Regions from separate parts of the Hordeum vulgare genome. Here regions 1 and 3 are each linked to region 2. Evidence: chromatin contacts called from public Hi-C data. All regions are on one chromosome and are shown on one strand. Each heading gives the region's core, a stretch centred on a gene start, on an enhancer-like site or on the middle of the called end of the contact. The rest is flanking DNA. Distances are from core to core; before and after follow the strand shown.

What was found. A called contact is a pair of places that touch in the nucleus more often than the background predicts.
Region 1: a contact with region 2 is called in a Hi-C map of seedling, with 3 times the contacts expected there. The contact joins the promoter of LOC123407407 here to the promoter of LOC123413593 in region 2. A contact is called at or near these places in 3 of 6 Hi-C or Micro-C datasets (leaf and seedling) and 1 of 1 datasets of contacts at active chromatin or transcription factors (embryo).
Region 3: a contact with region 2 is called in a Hi-C map of seedling, with 5 times the contacts expected there. The contact joins the enhancer-like site here to the promoter of LOC123413593 in region 2. A contact is called at or near these places in 3 of 6 Hi-C or Micro-C datasets (leaf and seedling).

The regions. Positions count from the first base shown.
Region 1 is chr7H:507,844,340-507,849,004 of MorexV3_pseudomolecules_assembly, forward strand. It overlaps LOC123407407 (zinc transporter 10-like), which reads right to left and starts at 1,538. Exons shown (of 6, transcript XR_006612596.1): 1 at 1,366-1,538; 2 at 1,159-1,213; 3 at 323-1,041.
Region 2 is chr7H:508,124,336-508,128,737 of MorexV3_pseudomolecules_assembly, forward strand. LOC123413593 (heterogeneous nuclear ribonucleoprotein 1-like) reads right to left here and starts at 2,918. Exons shown (of 6, transcript XM_045106529.1): 1 at 2,446-2,918; 2 at 2,312-2,352. The coding sequence starts at 2,672.
Region 3 is chr7H:508,596,803-508,601,331 of MorexV3_pseudomolecules_assembly, forward strand. No RefSeq gene overlaps it. Among protein-coding and RNA genes, the nearest start is that of LOC123411795, 170 kb to the left of the region's middle. Within about 2 kb of position 1,374, at least 3 of the 3 cell types and tissues checked have open chromatin away from gene starts, as enhancers often do. A contact at or near this core is called in leaf and seedling, where this site is marked.

The sequences.
Region 1 (4,665 bases), core at 288-2,787, 280 kb before region 2:
CTGGATTGGGCTGGATTGAACGCCCACTAGCGAGCGTCTGTTGGAGATACTATGGTCCCCGTGTTTTAAAAATGCTACAATGACGCCCTAAAAATTTTATTGGACGCGATATTTTTTTGCTGCTGTTGGAGATGCTCTAATAATTCTAGGTTTTGTGAATTTCAAGTTGTCTGATCTTTGGATCACTGGCTTTTTCGTTGGGAGATTGACTTGCAATATTATTCGATTCTGAATTTTTCATTCAACGCATAAAAGATGTGACTTGTGTTTAACTAAAAGTTCGTTGCCTTAAGAACTGGTAACAATATTAAATTGCATGTACCTGCGAGACAACCACATGATGAGCTTGGGACGGCCTCTCCTCGCTCCCATGCCCATGGTCGTGGCCATGGCCGTGGGCGTGGGCGTGGGCGTGGGCGTCGTACACGGCTCCTCCATCGCACGCGTCATGTCCATGCGCATGGCTGTGCTGGTGCGCGGCCGCGTGCGCTCGCATGCCCACGATATGCATGGCGTCCTGCTTCTCGTCGTCTCCGCTCACCGCGGCGGCAGCAATCCCTGCGAGTGTGCCGTCCTCGAGCAGCGCAGTGGTGTCGTCAGCAGTGGCCGCGGCGGCGGCGGCCTCCTCGCCGTGCCTGCGCTCGTAGAAGCGGGTGCCGACGAACTCCATGACGAGCGTCCCCAGCGCGGCGAGCATGGCGATGAAGCCCGGGAAGGGGAACCGGCGCCACGGCGTGGCCGGGAGGCACGGGTCCGCGAACTTCTCCTCCGCGTCGTGCATCATGTGCACGAACCCCGTGGCGAGGATCACCCCCGCCGCGAACGCCTTGGCGAGCACGAAAGTCCCGCCGCCGGAGGACGCGCCCTCGCCGCCGCTGCCGCGGCGACGCCTCCGGCCGACGAGCGGGATGGCGACGCCGACCGCGCCGGCGATGAGGATGGCGGCGACGGCCACCATCTTGAGCCTGAGCGCGGCCGCCTCGTCGCGGCACTCCTCGTCGTCGCCCGCCCCCTCCTCGCAGCTCGCCGTGGAGACGGACGCTGCCATCGCCGACGACCAAGCGGTGCCCCGCCGCGTCAGAATCACGAGCTCCCATGATGGGTTTAGCGAGGAAATAACCATAAATAGCCCCTTAATCATCATGTCTGTGTTCGTACCTGCGAATTGGTGTAGGTGGGCGCGGAGATAGGGGACGTAGTACGACTCCATCTCCTGCCATTACAAGAATCAGAATAACCGAATGATCATCACCAAAAGCAAACGAATTCCGCCTCGCAATTCAGCGCTGTGTGCTTGTCAACGAGGGAATCAAGAAGCTAGCGAGCCAGCAGTCCACGGACAAGGGGGGGAAGGAAGGCGCTCACCTCGATGAACGCCATGGCAGCCGCGGAGAAATAGAATGACAATCCGATCCTGCTCCGCCCGCAGGTCTCCACTCTCCACGCGACAGTCGACGGATTGTTCGATCGGAATCGAGGAATGAAATTAAAACCAATTTATCACCGCGCGGCGCGCCTGCATGCGGCGGGGGAGCAGACACATGCGTCGCCACATCGGCGCGCGGGGCCACCACCACCACGGAGAGGGTGTCGTCATCCCCCCACGCCGCCGCCGTCGTCGGTTGGGATCGCACGGGCCCCGGCGGATGGGCCCGGTAGGGCGTGCGGGGCAGTGGGTCACGCGGGCCCTGTCGTCAGTGGGTCGCCGCGGAGGGGAGCGGTCAGGCTTGCGGGGTGGCGTGCGTGGGGGCCGTTATCAGTGGTTCGCGTGGGCCGGCATTTTGTTACGGTGGACGCGGGCAAGTGGACGTGGAGGTACGACGGTGTCGACACTATGGCGAGCGGCTCGCGCCCGTGCCTGTGCCGCCGGACGGTCGTTGTGGGCGGCATGATCTACGCCCGGATTGCCAACTGCGATCCCGCCTTGGCTCTACATGCATTGTCTACGAATCTCACACACAATAAATCAATAATCTATTGGAAGGAGTTGTGTTGCGTTCTACTAGTTCTTTCCGACGAAAGGTACACTCGCCCGGTTTTTACACGTGAAGCCTCTCAGGAATTCCCAGCAAAGTCTCAGGCTCTGCTAGTTCTCGGCGGTCCCACTTGTATAATACGAGTAAGCGGTCCCACTTAATCACCTCAAATTTTAATACAATCACTCTGCTTTTAACCAATAATAAAGATAAAATGCTGAAACAAAAAGATCGATGCTCATGCTGACTTTAAATTCACACAAGACAAAATCGAGAAAGGGGTCAGAATATCTCCAATAGTATGTTTGTTGGTAAATTTAGTATATCACCAACTATTAACTCATTCGCATCTAGTTTATTTAGTGGTTGAAGAAATAATTTACAAATTACAATGATGACATATTGATCTGCTTTATCTATTAAGTGTGCCCGTGCAATGCACGTATTATTGATTGGCAAATAATTAATAATCGTAGGGACAAATATATTAATAATGAAATAAAAGAAATAGTACTAACATAAGAGAAACAATAAATATGGTTACAAATGTTGTATAATACAAAAGGAATTATACTCGGATTAAGACTGAACATATTTGTCCATAGTAGGTGTTGTAATTACCAATTTCAATTCGTTGAACCAAACATCGCACCTTGTTATATGCTTTATTATAGACCCTAAATAGAGATTACTATTCCAAAATTATTTGGCAGGGAGAGAGAGCTCACATGCCTAGAGAGCTTGCAGCCATTGGCACCTCCATCTTCGGCAATAGTTTTTCAGAACTGGGAAGTACCGGCTGTAATTGGAGCACTTGTACCCTTCACTGTGGCAGCTCTGGAACTTGCGATGCCTCCAGCAATAGAAAATGTAGCGGCAACACATGGCCAAAATTAACAAAAATGACCCCTGGGACGAAAGAACTCACGGATTGATCCCTCGGGAGAAATAATTCACCGGCCTGACCCTTTTGTGTGGCGCCCGACACCTCGGCGCCACACTGTACTGTGTGACGCCTAGGGGTTAGGCGCCACACCCCCGACCACGTGGCAGGGAGGGCCCCACCCCCAGGCAGTGTGACGCCTAAGCCTCAGGCGTCACCCACCCCCGACCAACGGCATCCTCTTTGCACTAGAAATAGTCATCATAGCCGACGACCCCCTCTCTAATACGGTTGAACAGATGCCTACTCATATGGAAACGGCGGCGGAATATTTGATATTTGAACAACGGGTTTGTTGTATCAAAGTAGTCCTTCCAAAGAAGGAAATGCCCGCTCTCTCGGTTGCGATTCAACGCCGGAAGGTGGCCCGGAATGGAGCCACGGAACAACGATCTGGCTGTTGAGGTGGTGATGGACCAACACGGCAGCCAATATCTCCTCCTCGTCATCGGACGACGAATCGTCGAAGTCGCAAAGGAAATTGTGAAAAAAGAAGTCGTCGACGGAGTCCATTTTCTACCTTGGCAAACTGTCGAACAGCTTGCGGGCGTCGACGAAGGAGACGACCGGCGTAGGGAGTCGCGGCGCGCACGGACCAGCTAGCTACCCTGCCGGCGGCCGATGAGTGGGCCGGCGTCCGACGAGCGTGCCGGTGTGGTGGGGGCGCGGGGGTGGGAAGCAGTCGGATCCCCGGCGGCGGGCGACGTGGGAGTGGGCAGCGTTGCTGGGCGGGTGTGGAGGCACCGCTAGTTGGAAGAGTCGCCGGCAAAAATGGGCGGCGACGTCGACGACGAAGGAGGCGGGCGAGGGTTAGATGGGGGAGGCCAATGTGCCACCGACCAGCGGGCCCGGGGGCGGAGAAGGCGAGCGTCCGCGCGTCCGCACCGACGCAAATCCGGCTCAAAAATGGACCGGGAATGGGTCGTCCGCGGACGAAAAACGGACGCGCGCCCGTTTGGATCGGCGCGTTGGGCCGCCTTTTGTGTCCGCGTGGATCCAAACGGACGGCGGCGGACGAAATGGATCGCCCCATTGGAGTTGCTCTATGTTTTGGTCATTAACAGTTATCCCTATTCCAGGCCAATTATGAAAAATAGTTCAGATGTATGGTGGGATACAGAGAACAACTAAAATATATAGCTCTTGAGCGGACGTCTCATTTATGTTCACTCCAAATAGCTGCACACCATATTTGAAGAATGTAATTGGAGTTTATATCTAAACAAATAGGGAACCTTCAGGTGAGACTACTTTATTCTAAAATAAAGGTACACCATATTTCCCTAAGGCGAACACACAGGGAGGCACCGCGGTGGCGCGCCATGTTCGCGCCGCTAGCGTGGGCAGGGTCGTCGGAGGGGGGGAGGGGCGAGCAAGGGGCGGCTACGGTCGGGTGAGTGGGCACGGGAGAAATGGGTGGGGCGGAGTGGGTGGTTTCCGTTGGAGCGAGGCGCAGCGGGAGACGTGGATCGGGACTCGGGACGCACATCGCTAATTGCAATACCGTTTCATTAACATTGTTTCTTTAGTGCCCTTTACAACCATTAGATTACTAATCACACGGTTAATATGTCTAGTTGGATGTGCCTTCTCTTCCTTTTTTAGTGGTAGTAGATTCTCTGAAATACACCACACTCTAGGCATCTACAACCGGACCCTCATACCCGTTCTGAAACGCCTGACAGGTCGTCCGGTTAATGACCGACCCAACTGGAACACCCAAACCACGGACAAACATTCGGGCTA
Region 2 (4,402 bases), core at 1,668-4,167:
CGTCAGGGCAAGCCTGCACCTGCCTCATCAGCTGCCAACCCCGGCTGCAGACATGAGGGGGAGGAGTACAGCTCGCTGTTGCTGGAAGGAGGAATTGGTGGAGGCGGTCTGCTCGTCAGCCATGGGCATGGCGATGAGCAGCTGGGAATGGTGGCCATGATGGTGGGCGGCAATACTAGGCTTCCCTCATCTGATCATCACGTGATCTCGCTGCATTCACCGCCGGCGACGACATATACACGGCCGCATCCAGTGCCACTGGCCGGGATGATTCGTCGGTCGGGCATCGAGAGGGAAGGTGAGATGGTGGTCGAGCCGCCGCTGGAGATAGGCGAGCACATGCAGCACATGTCGATCGTCCATCACCCTCGTGTGCCTCCTGCGATGAAGCCAAGGTTAACATATTCTCACCTGTCTGATCTAGCTTCCACACGAACCGATGGGCACTACTACGTGTCAAAACATGCCATACTCGATGTTGCGTGCGTGCGTGCAGGAAGAGCCAATCGAAGATGGTGGTGTGCATCCCGACGACGACGACGACGCCGGGGCGAGCGGCCGGCATAGCACGAGCTGCGAGGTGGTGCCGTCGGACCTGTGAGCGTGGAGGAAGTACGGGCAGAAGCCCATCAAGGGGTCGCCGTACCCGAGGGGTTACTACCGCTGCAGCAGCTCCAAGGGGTGCCCAGCGAGGAAGCAGGGCCGACCCGAGATACCCATCAGGCCAGCAAAGCCATGGGCATTTATAAGAAATGGGTCGCCCCGCGGCCTCATAAATTGGCCTTGAGGCCATGAGGGCCAGGTCCAAGGCCAGGGCCGGGTCGGCCCATTCCCATCCTGACTTGGAAGTAAGTTACCTTTCCCCTATCCCCAACGTTCCGAACTTTACCCTACCCAAATCAACTCGTTATGGATCACAATTTCCTAATTTAACTTGACAAAAGAATTTCAGCTTCCTAAACAGGAGTCAGCACATATAGCAGTCCAAACACCCCCCAATTACAATTAGTCAATTACCAATATTATCATTCATAGCCGTTAAAATTTTGTGAATTTAATACAGCATTCATAAAAGATGCATCTAACATGAAACAAAATCTCAGATCCACACTCAATCCATACATATAGAGAAACTAAAAGGAAAAGGTCGGCTATAAATAGTAGCTAAAACTGTTCATTTGCTCCCTCTGTTCCTCAATACATAGCATAAATTGGTTTCGGGTTTTTTTTTAACTACAGAACATATTGTGTTTCTCTCGCAACCGGATTACCTATTTCACCCCTTCCCATACTGGAAGCCAATTACACATGCATGCATGGGGAAACAGGAGGGATAGGAGTGAGCGACATGTGAGGGGAAAAGAGACCAGTGCCAGTTATGGCCAAAGGCTATGGAGAAAGAGAGACAGAGAGAGATTACTCTTGAGTTTTGAGGGTATAAGCATCCATCTAGCACAATTTTATCTACACTTTGCCCTGATCATCATGCGTGCTGGAGCTAAAACACTAAAACGCTGGGCAATATGGAGTGGAGGGAGTACTATTTAGAGCCAAGTTTATTGTTTTCGTTTCTTTATATGTGCATAAAATTTTGACCTGAAATATACTCCCTCCACTCCATGTAACAAAAGGTTTGTGTGAACATTGTAACACAAAGTTCAGAATTTCAATGCTTTTGGGATATCTAAGCAAACCGATCTCAGTATCTCACAACTTTCAAGCAAGTTTCCCTCAGATTAATTAATTTCTTCATGATGGCACCATTCATGAAAATACATGTTCCACCTAAGCAAGCTAGCCAGGCATGCAGGAATGGAGAATTTTATCGTTAATAACAGACACCAAACTGGCTTTAGATAGAATAGCAAGAAATGTGTAGCCATATATTCTTGCTCTGTGTCCCCTTTTTCTTGACCAATGTGCGAAGTAAAAGATCACTGAGATTAGGTTGGCCCACAAATCACTAAGTTATAATTTTGGTTCTTGCCCATTGAAAATATACGGCTGAAAACAATGTATAACCTTCTTACAACAGAAGAAATAAGCAATCCAGAAGTACACTGTATTTTCATGTGATGAGGTTCATCAGACAATCAAGCCTAGCCATGAAATGACGTTGAGGTGCTCTTGTCTTGTAAATGCAAAATAAGTTTGTTTATGTTGATCTAATGCACCTAACTACTTTTTTGTTCTTAACTCTTTTTGGATGTTTGTAATGAAGTCACTTACAGCAGGGGCATTTTGTATGACAGGTCTAAAAACTAAAATCGTCCCCATCCTTGGCAATACCCTACAGGAATTACTTATCTACCTTCGGTTGTCTCCCAGGCTACACCCCCAACGAAAATTTTCCTGTAGAGAAGCACAGACCAAACCAAACGAGTTAACCAAACTTCATCCAGTCCAACAGACCAAACCAAAAACCTAAAAGCGCAACGGACTCACCCGGACCCGTCGGCGGGCTCGGCAGGCACGTCCCTGCCGCCTTGCACGCCACCGGCCTCTCCGCTACCAACGACCTCCCCTCCACCTCCTCCATCTCGCGCCCCATCGGCGGTGGGCCTCTCCTCCTCCTCTTCCTCCTCTACCTCCTCTTCGACCTCCTCTTCCACCTCCTCGTCCTCCTCGTAGCCGTTCATGGCGTCCTGGTTCTCCTCCTCGTACCCTGCCATACCACCGCCAGAGACCACGACCACCACGGCGCCCGAACGGGGCTCGGAGACCCGCGGAACCCTAGCTCCGGATCGAAGCGGGCGGCGAGGCGCAGCGGCTGAATTGCCTGGTAGGAGTAGGCGATGGCGTTGGGAGGGTGGTGGGGTTTAGGGGTTCGTGGCCGGAGCTAACCCTAGCTGCGCCGCTTCGAGAGCTCGAGTGAGGTTGGTGGAGAGAATGAGGGGCGGTGGACGGTAGGGGGGGTGGCGGCGGAGCGGTCGGGAGGGGATTTTAGCCCGGTGCCGTGTGAGCCCGAGCTGGCTGGGACCGTCGGATGGCGCATCACGATTCGTGCCGTCGCTAAAAAAGTGCCGGGCTATGCTCTCGCTTTTCCGTGGCTTCCCGGAATGGCATCGTGTTCGATTCGATTCGAGTCGATTACAGCGATGATGCTTTCTTTTAAAAAAAACATTATCAAACTTTATTTAACCTCCCACAACCAGGATTTCATCAGAGATTACATGTAGAATGCAGCCATGGGGTTCGTTAGGCCAAAACCTGCAAAGTTCCTTAGTAACACCTTCTCGAACTAACAAATGTGCACACTGGTTCCTGTCCTTCTAACCCACGAAACTTTGAAACCTTGGAGAGTCTTTCCCAGCAGCTTGATTTCTTCAACTATTGGGCCTGCCGCACTCAAGTTCTTTGTCTGCTCGTTCACCATGGCTGCCACTCCCTTGCTATCGACTTCAACATGCACCCTGGTAGCTTCCGATTGGATCGCCAGTTGCACCGCCTTACGGCAAGCAAGTAACTTGACCACCTCGGAATCAGAGACATCCCGAAACACATAGCATGCACCCCCTCTGTACGCACCATCATGGTCTCGGAGGACCACTCCTCTGCCACCACGATCTCGTAACTTTGCCAAAGCTCCATCAGAATTTGCCTTGAGCCACCCTTGCTCTAGCGGATTCCATCTCACAACCGGTGTTGGGTTGGTACTCCTTGGTTGTTTCATATGAATGGCAGTCCATTCTGTGATGTGCTGATATACATTATCTGCAATCACTCTAGGATCCACAATTATTTTCCCTTCCCTAGCATCATTTCTTGCTAGCCATAGCCCATACACAGCATGTACCATAAGCTCCTGCTCCGAGCTCCCCGCCTCCGCAAACCACTGCAACAGCCATGAGGCAAGCTCTCCATGGGATCCTTCAGACACCTACGGGATCGCCACCGGAACCCCTTTCTCAGAGCTTAACACCTTCCAGAACATGGTTGAATGCGGATACTCTCAGAAGCAATGCAAATTTGTTTCTTCTCTGCCACAGACCGTGCAAAAAATGTATGGTTTGATTTTCCTCCGGTGTAGCTCGGCACCGACAGCCAACCCATTTTTTATCAAACGCCACATATGGATCTTTACCTTCCCAGGAGCATTGGTATTCCAGAGCGCAAGCCAGCTTTGATGTTTATGAACCGATGATGAGGACTCCGGCCGTCCGAATTTGGTCCTTTTTGCGTCATACAGAGACGATAAGCTGATCGTACGCTGCACTAGCCCAACTTGGTGAAGTTCCATGCTAAATGGTCGCTGCTACCCGGGCCACCAATGGTGATTTGCTTTATATCGTATGCATCATCGGCTGTGAACATAGCCTGCAGTTTTTCATGGTCCCAAGCAGTTCCATCGGCACTTAGTAAGTCGCTGACATGAGTTATTCCATGTACGAAAACCTGCCCT
Region 3 (4,529 bases), core at 124-2,623, 470 kb after region 2:
CGCGACCTAGAGGACGTGTGCCGCGAGCAGGAGAAGGGGTGCGCCCACCACACTACAATGCCACCGCCGAAACAGACACGGGAGGAGGCGCTAGCGACGTGGGAGAGCGCATTCCCATGGGTTGGACCGCCGCCAACCTTCGTATACCTCACCGGCGATGATGGCTGCAAGGAATGCGACAATGATGACGGCAAGGCCTAGAGCAGCATGCGGGCGGGCTTTTAGTTTTTTTATGTTTTATTAATGCTTAAATGGACTTTGACCGGCTGCTTAATGTTTATTTCTTTTTTGGTCACATCTTTATTATTATTATTTCTGGACGCGGAGAAAATGTGTTGGTCATCCATGGAACGACGGGGCAGATCTAAACAAAAAGACGGACAATGATATCTTTACCTAATAATAAAGAGGTTATCGCTTCCGTCGGAAAACCCACCGAGGTGATTTTACAAAAAAGCCCTTACTGTTTATGACATTAAACTCGTAGTATATATTAAATATATTTTTAAATACTCATATCTTTTAAACCGTAACTCCAAATTTAACATATTATACATGGAATTTGATTAGAAAAATATGTAGAATTTAAATATGATATTATTTTATCTGTTAAACATTTAATAAAAATACTATCTAGGGTGCAATCTTAATAAATAAGTCATTATTCGTCTTTCTTTCATACCAGTACTCATCCGGGTTGGGGATGAACACGTCAACAAAATCATGATTAGAGATGAAACTGAAGGTCACTTGACTGATTCTTTGTACGTATTAAATCTACATGCAAGCTGTGTTAAAATAGAAGACCTGTGAAATTTTGAACTGCATTTTTGTAGGATAAGACCATCTTTATTTGTATCGTAACTATAAATTCTCAAATTATAGACATTTTTTATAAATTAAGAGCGTGTGTCGTGTGGTATTTCTTTCTTCCGTTGCAACGCATGAGCCCTTTTGCTAGTAGATAAAAGACGGAAAAACACGTCTGTTTAGATGTTGGAGTTGCTCTTTCCCGTGTATTCTTTGTTTTTCCATTTATTCGCGTAGTTGCACGCTATATCCTTCCCGTTCCCGTTCAATGTCCTATAATTGTCAGCTAGGGTTCAACTATTGCTCTTTTTCTCCAAGTGATGAATCGTCAGGATAATTTGACAGAAACGGTGGGAGCCTGCCTGCCTGCCCGCCCGCCCGCCCGCCCGCCCCGGTAGACACGGCAGATTCACCGTCATGCGTGAAGAAATCAAGCAAGGCTGATGGCGATGCATGCAAGAATTCCATTGCTATACGTACGTGCCACTGGTGGTAGTAGGTTCTCAGTCGCGTCACCGTCTCCTTTTCCGGGGCCTCAGGGCAGTGCGAAGTGCGTGCGAGGAACGGTTGGCCCTAGTGGCGGTGCTTGTCAGCTTATGGTTGGAGCCCCTCCCCTGGGATAGCTACGTGCGCTGCTTACACACTCACCGGCTAAAACCCTCCCCACTCCACCAATTCTTATTCCTTGGAAGAAGAAAAGCTCAGTGAACGCATACACTATCTGCACTCGTACGTAATGCACGGTCCTCGCATGACGGCATGGATCCACGATAGACGCACCACGCCGGCCTCCCACGGTTAACAATGAGATGATTTTAATTGGAATTGCTCACGGAAGAGAGTGCTAGCCGGGGTCAAGCACAAGAAAATATGTGCGTTCGAGGGGAAAGAGAAAGAGGTTGCTGCACCTGCACTGCTGCACATGCGCATCACGTCGTCGGGATAGGCGCGACGACTGAGCTTCCGAGTCATTCGGTCTCTCGTCTTCGGTTCGGATCTGATGCCTATGCCCCGCGTGCCATCCAGAGCGTCGACACTGAGGGCGGCTCCTTCATCTCGGCGAGCGCTTTCTCTTCCTGTGATTGGACAGGAGGTGGTGGCCGTCATGTCACCCGCAAAGGTCTCACGATCCGCCGGTTTGTTTACTCCATCCTCCGATCGACGACGATCTTGTTCAAAGCTACTACGTATTTGCGGATCCGCGCTTCACTGGCAGTTTTTAAAGTGACTACTAGTGCTGCTTGCCCTGATGTGCGCTTCAGAACTCGTCGGGCGTCCTATTTTTCTTGTCGATGTTTTACATGATGAAGGGCATAACATGTTAAACAAATTATATGATTATAAATTATAGAGTATTTGATAACGAATCTAAATACATATTTTTATAAACTATAGTACAATGCATGTTTTTATAGTTTCATTAAAGATATACAAATTGATGCCCCACTTATAAAGCCAATCAGACGGAATTCGAAATTGGCCGTTTTAATTTTTGGAACAAGCCCGTGGGTAATATGACGGCCCATTTTGATTTTCACTTAGCGTCAAATATGGGAAATGCTATTCGCCGCATCTTGCCGCAAATAGCCGTCGCTCCGCACACCCCCAGACCATACTTGGGCCGGCCAGTTTGGTTAGCCACCGGTTTTGGGAACCTTCTAGGAGGTGCCCTGAATCAGTTTTTTTTACCCTTTTTTCTTCTTTTTTCGTTTTTATGTTTCTGTTTCTGTTTCTTATTTTCTATTTTATTTTTCCTTTCTTCTGTTCTTTTTTTTTGTTTATTTATTTGTAAGGTTATTTTATATTTCTTTCAAATAAGAACAGTTCGACAATTGTTCTTAAAATTAGAATTTCTTTTTTTGCTTCTTAGAAAATTATTTCAAATTTCAAATAGTTTATGTTTCCAAATATATTTATTGCTTACAACAATGTTAGGTATTTCTGAAAATATTTAGTATTTTAAAAAAATGTTCGTTATATTAAAATTTGTTACCAATTTCAATATGTTTGAAAATTGTTTTAAAGAAAATCCACGCTTCCAATTTCTTCATGATTTTTCAAAATTGTTCTCTGTTTCAAAATTTATTCTCAACATTCAAAAAATGTTCCTTCTTTATAAATTTGTTCACGCTTTCAAATTTGTTCTCTGTTTTAAAAATTGTTCAAAATTGCTCGCGCTTCTGTATTTGTTTGGGTTTTCAAAATTGTTCTCCCTTTCATAATTTTATTATTACAATTCAAAAAAGTTCTTGTTTTAAAAAAATGTTCGTGCTTCCAAATTAGTTCAGGATTTTTCAACATTGTTCTCAAGGTTCAATAAAAAAATTGTGCTTTAAAAGATTGTCCGTGCTTCCAACTTTGTTCGGGTTTATTTAAAATTCTTCTACGTTTCACAATTTTATTCTCAAGATTTAAAAAATGTTCATGCTTTGAAAACCTGTTCGCGCTTCCAAAACTTTTCATGGTTTTTTAAAATTATTCTCTGTTTCAAAATTTATTCTCAAGATGCAAGATATGTTTGTGCTTCAAAAATTTGTTTGCGCTTTCAAATTTGTTCTCCGTTTTAAAAATTGGTCAAAATTGTTCGGGCTTCTAAATATGTTCAGGGATTTTCAAAAAAATTCTCCGTTTCAATTTTTTTTTCTTAAGATTCAAAAAATGTTTGTGCCTTAAAAAATTATTCGCCCTTCTATATTTGTTTAGGTTTTTTCAAAATTGTTCCAGGTTTAAACATTTATTCTCAAGTTTAAAAAACTATTCGTGCTTTAAAAACTTGTTCGTGCTTCCAAGTGAATTCGGGTTTTTTTTTAAATTGTTGTCCACTTCAAAAATTTGTTGTCAAGATTTAAAAAAAATCGTGCTTTACAAATTTGTTTGCGCTTCCAAATTTGTTCACAATTTTTTTAAAAAAATTCTCGGTATAAAATTTCTTCTCAAGATTCATAAAATATCCATGCTTTTAAAATTTGTTCAATCTTTTAATTTTGTTCTCTGTTTTAAAAATTGTTCAAAATTGTTTGCGCTTCTAAATTTGCTCAGGGTTTTTCAAAACTATTCTCCGTTTCAAAATTTTATTCGCAAAATTTTAAAAATGTTCGTGCTTTAAAAAATTGTTCGTGTTTCCAATTTTTTTTAATTTTTTCAAAGTTGTTCTCCGTTTCAAAATTTTGTTCTCAAGATACAAAAAATGTCTGTACATTAAAAAAGCGTGCTTCGTAATCTGTTCACGATTTTTAAAAATTGTTCTCGATTTCAAAATTTGTTCTCAATATTCAAATAAATATTCGAAATATCAAAAAAAAAATTCTGAATTTATGTTCGTGTTCAAAAATTGGTCTTAAATGTCGATAAGTATTTTCAATTATAAAAAAATGGATTTTTTAAAAATTGTTCTTCAAATTCGAAAATAGTTTTGGTTGAAATTCTTCAAGAAAAACAAAACAAAAATAAATAAATAAAGTAAATATGCAGAAAAAGAAAAAACAGAAAATAAATACAAAAGTAAATTGTTAGAATTTTTTGAGAAAAAAAAGTGAACTGGACCGGCCCAATTGGAGCGAACCCGTGTGCGAGTGAGGGACTCCCTCCACAGAATGCGGCTGGTAGGAGCTGCCGTCAAATATATCGTTCAAAGGCAAGGTAGAGATGTAAATGGACCGACCCACCTTCTAGAAGGTTTATGACCGGTTTAAGTCAGTTTTATTGCTTCTATAAAAATA